Linked DNA regions of Zea mays: regions 1 and 2 are each linked to region 3. A link is a contact called in public Hi-C data. All regions are on one chromosome and are shown on one strand. The core of a region is the stretch at or near the end of the contact, and the rest is flanking DNA. Distances in the headings are between cores, read along the strand shown. Region 1 holds the start of LOC100283798. Region 2 has its middle 31 kb from the start of LOC100283798. Region 3 holds the start of LOC100280739 (HESB-like domain-containing protein 2).

Region 1 (2,887 bases), core at 374-2,873, 200 kb after region 3:
GTCGCTGCTGAGGATGCTCTCCACGTTGTAGCGGCTCATGTCGAAGTTGGTGACGGCGTTGAGCCCGCGTAACTTGATCGCAGCGATGTCGTACGCCTCCGTCGCCTCTTCCTGAGTACCTGAAGGGGTGCAGAACCAGTCAGGACGGACGGACGAGGCGTCAGGTGGGGGAGAGGAATCATTTTCCGTCTTCAGGAGGTAGGAATCTCTCGTGAGCTTCAGATTCAGGTTAGGAAAGTGAGTGGAATATTGATTTCCAATTTCAGGTGCAGCCAAACAGGTTTGTCCTGGAATCAAATTCCAATTCAGACCAAACAAACAGGCCCTAAGGGAATTCAGCTTGAGAGTATTCATGAACTTCTCCTTCTAGGAATTGAAGGATGGTGCTTCTCCTATGAAAATCTTGCCATTTCTTTCCTTCAAAATCTCCCAAGCAGCCAACGAGAAAACTTCCACGAAGAACGTAAATCCAAACGAATCACGAGCAATATGCAACATTTGAAATAAGCTATCTGAGTGATTCTAAGGCATCCTCAGGTGATCCCAACAGGTTTGCTGAAGGGACACTGAAATAAAAGGTGATATGTTGTGTTTCTTCACACTGAAGTGGGCACATGACACAACAAAAATCACCACCTTCCAACGGACAATTTATTCTTTTAAGCATATTTCTTGAGATAAGCCTGTCCCTCAATAAAAGCCATATGAAGATTTTGATTTTCTTGCACACCTTGGATTTTCAATTCCAAATGAAAGAGGATGGGGTAATGCACTAAAAAGGAAAACTGTAGACCTTCCCAATACAGAAAGGTACAATTCCACCCCTTGCCCCAATCAACCATTCGTCGATCTCATTCATCGTGCTAGATATGGCATGGACTTTATTCTAGAACATAAAATATTCTTCACTAGTCTGCGAAGAGAGAGAGACGTGTGAAACACCTCGTGAACATATGGGTTTGCAAGATATTGCTGAAGGGTGCAGCTCGGATTTTGGGCGTAGGTAAAAAGGTCGGGAAACTCAAAGGCCATATGGCAGTTGTTCCAGACATCCGTCCACAGGAGAAAGGATCTTCCATCACCTACTGCTTGAACTGGACGAAATGCTCATGGTTCATCGGCTCGCTCTGTTCATGGTCAGCTGGGCCTAGACTTGGCTCAGATCGCTTTGTTTAATTTTTTCACGAGCTGAGCTAACATCTTAGTTCGGTTCGTTAATGAGCCAACTCGGTTCAACCCGCACCAAATCCAAAGTTTCGCGGGTGTAGGTACAGTTTTCTATTTCAACGCGGGTGATCAGCACCCGACTTGAAATTTTGTTCATTCTTTATTTTACACAAAAATAATTAAGAAACAATAATAACTATTTAAATAAATAACTTGGCTAATGATTCATGAAATGATTTGTTTCTACTCAACGTGAAAAATCTTAAATTCATACATATAACTCAACTATTGCTTCTACTTAATCGTTTATTGCTGAATTATTGTTTAAAATCATACACTCGTTAAAACCCGCAAGTAATCTGAAACCCAGCCGAAACTCGACTAATACGGGTTTAGAATTACACCCGTAGATACAATCATATGCGAGTTTTGATAGTTTTTTGCTCCACAAGATCCGAACTTGACCCATTGCTCTAGTTTGCACATGTACGTTCCCATCCAAAAACCCTCGGCAACGGTGATGCGACGCCCGTCCCGTTCCAAGTCCTGACAACCGAGCGTACGCTGAGCTGCAAGTAAACGGCGCTGGCTACCGGAAGAGCCGAGCCGGACCAAGTCTCCTCGTCCCTCACCTCGTCGCCGATGGAGGGCGGCGACTCGTCCGGCGCCGGCGCCGGCGGCGCCGTGGCCGCGGCGGCCAAGTGGCGGAGCGACGCGTCGCGGGCGTTCCAGTACTACCTGGACCGCTCGACGCCTCACGCCACGGGGCGGTGGCTCGGCACGCTCGCCGCCGCGGCCATCTACGCGCTGCGGGTTTACATGGTGCAGGGCTTCTACATCGTCACCTACGGGCTCGGGATCTACCTTCTCAACCTCCTCATCGGTTTCCTCTCCCCCATGGTCGACCCCGAGCTCGACCCTTCCGCCGCCTCCGAGGGGCCGGCGCTGCCCACCCGGGGGTCCGACGAGTTCAAGCCATTCATCAGGCGCCTCCCCGAGTTCAAGTTCTGGTTAGATCTCTCGTCCTCGCCCCCAGATCTGTCTCTTCGCCTCGCCAGATCCGTCTCTTCGCCTCGCCAGATCCGTCTGGCCTTCTTACTATCTCCGGTCGGCTGGGGTGATTCGCTCCCGTGTTATGCTTGTATGTATTTACCTACTGGAACGCGGCGATCGTATCGGGCCTGCTAGTTTACTTCTCGCCGTCCTAGACTCAGCCAAGTCAATTTGCATTTCGGAAACCACTTACGGATCTGCCTTCACTTTCGAAGTACTCCTGCTCAGCTACTCCTGACCCCTCCCTGCGGTAAGTTGTATGTTTTGCACAGAGGTCTACCGATTGTGGCAAGCTGATGTTCTCGTTGTTTTGTCCACGAATCCATCACCAATAAGAAACATAGCAGTTGTGCAGTCCATTCTGTTCTGATCGATCATAATAATTTCATAAATAGCTAGTGAAAAGTTCCAGATGGCAAACTACCTGTCAAAGTACAGGATATTTCCATATATTTCTTTAGCAAGAAAATAATATGGCTGCAAAATCACAAACTTGTTACATTTCTGTGTTAGGAAGCTTGTGCATCACCTGACTAAGGTCCCATGGAATTAGGGACTAAATCATTGTCGATATGTGTGGATTAATGCTGAACTATTGATTTCATATCCTCCAGTGACCCAACCAAGCTGTGTAACCTGTGAATTTCTGAATTATCTCCCAAACCAC
Region 2 (3,030 bases), core at 88-2,587, 170 kb after region 3:
GATGAAGGCTCCACAGAGTTTAAGATCTAAACTTGGTTAGAGAGGGATTGACGGCCTCCCGATATATAATATTAAGAAGACGACCGATAAATCTCCAAACCCTGGTCTCCCATCATTAACGGGTCGATGTCAACCGTCCACTCTGCAACGACCCAACGGAAGAGTGGTGTACAAGATATCGTAACCCGAGAGGGGATGAGACATTACGAAGGGATTTTTTTAACCAAGCCCGAAAAATCGCTCTCGAGGGGAATCGAACCAGATACTTGGAGGTGCTACTCGAAATCCTTAACCACTAGGTTAGAGGCCCTTTCGCCATAGAGTTTAGGATCTAGGAAGTAAGACGACTTGACCGATTGTGTGCTCACGTTGACTTTGGACGATTTTCACCAAAACAATTCTCATAGAAACGAGCTGAAAAGTTAGACGTTTGGCTAGAGCCAGGCTCGACTTGGCTCGTTCACATTACGGGCTCGACGATTAGGCTTGGCATGGACTCGTTCAGGCTCGAGCCGGTTCGCGAGCCGCTACACTAAGTCTCGTTTAGAACATAAATTGTATATTTTTATTATATATAAAATAATAAATATATAAAAAAATCCAACAAATTTTTAAAACTATATCTAGCATTGAAACATAAAAATAAGAAAAAAAATTGGTAACATAATAGTGTAATAATGTAACAAAATAGCATCATGTCATTAGGTTGACTCGCGAGTCGGCTCGAGCTTGCTCAAACTCGGCTCGACTCGCTTTTTGAGCGAGCCACAAAAGTATGCTCGACTTAGACTCGCTCAAGCTCGCGAGCCTCTCCGAGCTTAGACTAAGCGTGGACGAGCTGACTTGCGAGCCTCGAGTTTTTTTTCCAGTCCTATGTTTGCCGGTCCTTAGCAATTTCTGGCGGCCACGATATGCATCTAGGGCTCCTTTGGATCAAGGTAATTTCATAGAAAAAATACAGTATTTGGATTTTCATAGGAACTGTCATTGTAGCATCCTGTGGTTCGTAGGATTGAGCCTAAGGAAATTTGGAGGAAAGACTTCTTTGTCATATGTTTCTGATAAAAAAAACCGTAGAAAAACAAATATCCAGTCAAAGCTCTTTTCTTCAATCCTTTGACTCAACCAAACAACCTTCCACTCAATACTACTACATTTTTCAACCATCTATTTTACACGTGTAGTTCTATATCGTTCCTACATTTTTCTTGTTTCTATATATTTCAATTCTTATGTTCCAAAGAAGCCCCTGAAACAAGTAGGGCCTAGATTGTTCATATATATAGATGGTGGTGTGCAGATGGTGATGGTGAGCGAAAGCGACACGCCACGGCACATCCGTACCATGGCATCTATGATCACATGAGGCTAATGTATAATGTTAACTTGTAGGTGTGGAAAGATACTAGCGCCTTTCACCCTCACATTGCTTTTACGAACAAATAAACGTGGACCTACTATACAAGTTTGGACCGGTAAAACTTTGTTCATCCTACACACTCATGTTATGACCTTGCCGCGTTAAGCTCGTGTACTTCCGGCTTTCGTGAATGAATAAATAAATAGTCCTTCTGGGCCGTTGTAGGCCACAAACACAAGGAGCAGGTTAACCCAACTCGTCTTCAGCTCAGCCCAGTAGCCCAATCCAAGCCCATCTCAAAGTCCCACTACAAACCCAAGTTGGCAGACGTGAAGCAGCCCGACGGCCGACGACGCCCACCTCTGCCGGAGCCCGGAGGCTACTTTAGGAATCTGGCTGTCGTCACAGTTAGCCATCCGATATTGTTGGTCCTTGTTATCGGATGCTACGTACTAAAAACAAAGCAACACAATTGTTAACGATTAGAGACCTTCGTCTTTCGAAACATTATTTCCCTTAAGATATAATGATCTTCAAACGAAGGTCATGAAGGATATACCTTCATCATTTCAGTGAGCAAAGACGTAACATAGATATATGAAACACAAAAAGAATATAAATAATTATTCCAAATCATTAGATTATTTATATTCTTATTTTATAAACATGAATAGACATCAATAATAATTATATTACATTTGTATCTTCGGCTTGACAGAAGGCGAAAAGTCGGGCGTGACGTAAGAGTAATTACAATTCAGCGTGAACAGTACGGTGTTACTGTTCATCTATTTATAGGCACATGCAGTGGCGAAGCTAGAGCAAAATTGAGGGTGGTGCATTTGACTTGTGGATGCATAGGAATTTATTTTATGGGTGCCTATATGGTGAAATTTTAACCAATTCTATAGATTTTGTGTTTTTTGGGGTGCATTTGCATCCGCTACCTATAGTGTAGCTTCGCCCCTGGGCACAGGATGCAGCCTGGACAAAATTACATTCACGCCTCTGACATTTACGGTTGACCGTAAGGCAAGCAATCGAGGACTAAGCAGTCTTTTCTAGAAATGGCCCAAGGGCACATTTCCCTTTCAAAGTATTTTGGTGATTGAGTGCCAACACAAGTGGATTTGTGATAATCTATGCAAAGTGATGGACAAAGTGCAAATCAAGTCTAAAGGTATGTTTCTAAGACTTAGTACATTGTTTTGGAGACTAACATCTTGTGTCTAAGTGCTAGAAACAGAAAAAGACCAATTTGGAAAAGACTTGGCTAAGCAGCTAAGAGTCTGCGCAGTCTGGGTGCACCGGACTCTCCGGTGACGCACCGGACAGTGTCCGGTGCGCCAGACTGGCTCTGGCGAACTTGCTGCTCTCGGGCTTTGACGGCGGTGTACGGCTATAAATCACCGGACTGTCCGGTGGTGCACCAGACTGTCCGGTGAGTCATTCACAGGCGAAGTCGTCGATCTCGGGAAGCAATTAACGGTGTACGGCTATAATTCACCGGACTGTCCGGTGTGCACCGGACTGTCCGGTGGGCCAACGGTCGGCCGCGTAATCCGCGCGCGACGCGTGGCCGAGCCAACGGTCAGAAGGGTGCACCGGACTGTCCGGTGTGCACCGGACAGTGTCCGGTGCGCCAACGGCTCTGAATCTGTAACGGCCGG
Region 3 (2,734 bases), core at 202-2,701:
CACTAAGGGGAGCGATGGCACCAGACGGTCAGGTAGCAGGCGCCCAGCTGATCACCTTTCAAAGGGAATAACATCCCTAGGTGGCGTCGGGCAGGTGTCTAGCCGGCCAGGCGACCGCCGCTCTCATCCCCCATCTGTTGGTATGCTAGCTGCTGCAGTGAGCCAATGAGGTACAGGATGTTCTATGGTCTAGAACTTCAGTTCATGTTCATCCCACTTTGATTGCCAATTCCAATTTTTTGGCATGAATAATTGATTCTAAATTGCTACATAGAGTGACATTTGTTTACATCCATGGAAGATAAAAAAATACTAAAGTGCTTTTTGTCCACAAGAAACACTATGTTATATGTCACCCCGATCATTTTAAATGTATCCTATTATTTCTATTCATCATTACATCTATTAAGTTGTTTATTTAGTTTATGACTCATAAATTTTCTACCTTCCAATTATTTAGCCCCCCTTTGATCCACTTATAGATCCATCAAAGGGTATTGTGAATATTCTGGTAATTAAACTGGCACACCGACATACAACTGAACAGTAACGAAAATAAAAGCGAAATGGTAAGAACACAAACATGGTATATGACTGAACTGAAATCATCATGATCCAACAGAAGTAACAATTCGCAATGAAGGATATTATACATAATTCTGCATATTAGATGACCGGGGCAGTATTAAGCAAGATGTGTAACATAACATAAGCTTATCACTTTATCCATTTCCCTCTCTTTCTGTTGTGGATGAAATCGGATGTTGTTAATGTGAAACAATGGAAAACTGGTGCAGGAAGTTGATCCGTGCAATAAGGAAGCGGTAAGTATACCGGCATAGTTGAGCGTGTACGAGAGGCCGTTGCAACCACGCGCTTTGACGCCGAGCCGCAGGAATGGCCGCTGCCTGAGGCTGAGGAGCTGCCGGATCCTGGACGCCGCGGCGTCCGTCAGCGTGAGGGCCTGCCTGCGAATAGCCCTGTCGGCCGCAGCCCTCAGCACGGAGGACGACATGGCTAACTGGCGGCGGGTTCCACAGCAACCTCTCCTCCACGAACAAGCCGCGACGCAGAGGCCTAATGGAATCACGTAAGAAGCAGAACAATATGCCACTAGTTGAAGAAACAATCAAATCGAACCAAAGTGGAGATCTTTACAAATTAATTCGAGATAATAACTAGGCAAACCAATTCTATACCATAGTTTCATTCAATAGGATGGGAGAGCAGGCGATTCGAGCTGTTGATTGGGAATCTCAACGAGCTGCTCACCTGCAGATTGGAATTGGATCGATGGATGGACGGTGGACGCCTGCACGCCGATTGGATCTCCTCCTCCTTGGACGGCTGCTGGGTTGGGATGGGACAGGACAAGAGCCTTCCTCGCCACAGCTGCCGTGCCGTGCTGCTCCTCTTCTCCGAGACGCTGGGAGCTCCGATTGGAGACGTCTGGAAGACGGCCAGACGGGAGGCGCATAGGAATGACGTGACGGAGTTTCGTCGTCGAATTCCACCGGCTCCCCCGAGGCCCGCCCGCCCGACCGGCCGAGCTTTTCCTTCGGCTCCCTAGTGGCCCAGGACCAACCTAACCCAATAAAAAGCCCGATCCAACACGGCCGTCAGTTGGGCGCGAGCCAACAAAGTTAGCCCAATATTGTGCTCGGGTCAGGCCATAAGAAAATGTAAAAGGAAAACTTTTTTCACTCGATCCTACACTTATGGATGTAAAGCCCAAAATTGATAAAAAATATATAATAATAATAGTAGAATAAATAAAGAAATATATTTATCATGGTAATTTGGGAATTGTTGAAACCTTTGAAAATTTCATTAGGATCCTTCCTTATTATAATCTATCAATAATATTGAAGTAGTGGAGGTGGAGCAACCAGTAAACAAACAAAGAAGGATGAATCTCTTGTTTATAATTTTGTGTGACGCACTTTATCAAAACCATACCTTAAATTAGACCTCCAATTTTAAATAAAGACATAAAATGAAAAAATGAGAAAAGGAATTCTAATGCAACCATTCATTCCTCCCATAAGTACATAACAAGGAAAATACTAAATAAATAATATTAGAGGTTATAATCACATTATTATTAATTTTGGCACTTGGGGAAAATTGAAAGTGCAAAATAGGAATTTAAAATTTGGTTTGAACCTTTAAATTTGGAATTTTGAAGAAAAAGAATAAAGAAAGAATAAAGAAAAAGCTTACCTTCGGTTGGGTCGGCTTCCTCATCCCAGGGCCCAACTTGGCATACCATCGCGGCCCACTCCGTCCTCCCCACCTTTTGCTACGCGACACACACTGACAACAGGGTCCCACCCGTCAGCAAAACGGGATCTCAGCCATGCCGAGTCACTTACGCACCTGGCCCATCCCCCAGCCTCCCACCAGTGTTGATACGGAAGCTCGTGTCTCGCTGGTTGGTGGCCCTCTTGCTCAGAAGTCGTCAACTACCTCCCGACGGGACCGCGCCGCGCCGCTGGATCCTACGGGGATCTCGCGGAGTCATTTCCCCCTCCTGCTCGAACTTCGGGGTTGGCGCATATAAAACCCGTGGCGCTGCGACCCCCCCCCCCCCAAACCCAGAGCTAGTCGTGCCCTAGGAGAATAGAGACAGAGAACCGTCGTTGCCGCAGTTTCCGCCGTCGCTGAAGCACGTGACCGCCGACGTCGGGCTACCCCAAGCCATTCAGGGAGCTTCGCCTCAACACTCTGTCGG

The links. A called contact is a pair of places that touch in the nucleus more often than the background predicts.
Region 1: a Hi-C map of tassel shows a contact between it and region 3, with 3 times the contacts expected there. The contact joins the promoter of LOC100283798 here to the promoter of LOC100280739 in region 3. A contact is called at or near these places in 4 of 25 Hi-C or Micro-C datasets (ear, leaf, leaf mesophyll and 1 more).
Region 2: a contact with region 3 is called in a Hi-C map of ear, with 4 times the contacts expected there. The contact joins the enhancer-like site here to the promoter of LOC100280739 in region 3. A contact is called at or near these places in 3 of 25 Hi-C or Micro-C datasets (ear, leaf and tassel).

What each region holds. Positions count from the first base shown.
Region 1 is chr8:8,045,483-8,048,369 of Zm-B73-REFERENCE-NAM-5.0, forward strand. It overlaps LOC100283798, which reads left to right and starts at 1,624. Exons shown (of 3, transcript NM_001156697.2): 1 at 1,624-2,177. The coding sequence starts at 1,810.
Region 2 is chr8:8,015,049-8,018,078 of Zm-B73-REFERENCE-NAM-5.0, forward strand. No RefSeq gene overlaps it. Among protein-coding and RNA genes, the nearest start is that of LOC100283798, 31 kb to the right of the region's middle. Within about 2 kb of position 1,338, at least 17 of the 20 cell types and tissues checked have an H3K27ac peak or open chromatin away from gene starts, as enhancers often do. A contact at or near this core is called in ear, leaf and tassel, where this site is marked.
Region 3 is chr8:7,840,692-7,843,425 of Zm-B73-REFERENCE-NAM-5.0, forward strand. It overlaps LOC100280739 (HESB-like domain-containing protein 2), which reads right to left and starts at 1,452. Exons shown (of 4, transcript NM_001155722.1): 1 at 1,273-1,452; 2 at 835-1,077. The coding sequence starts at 1,015.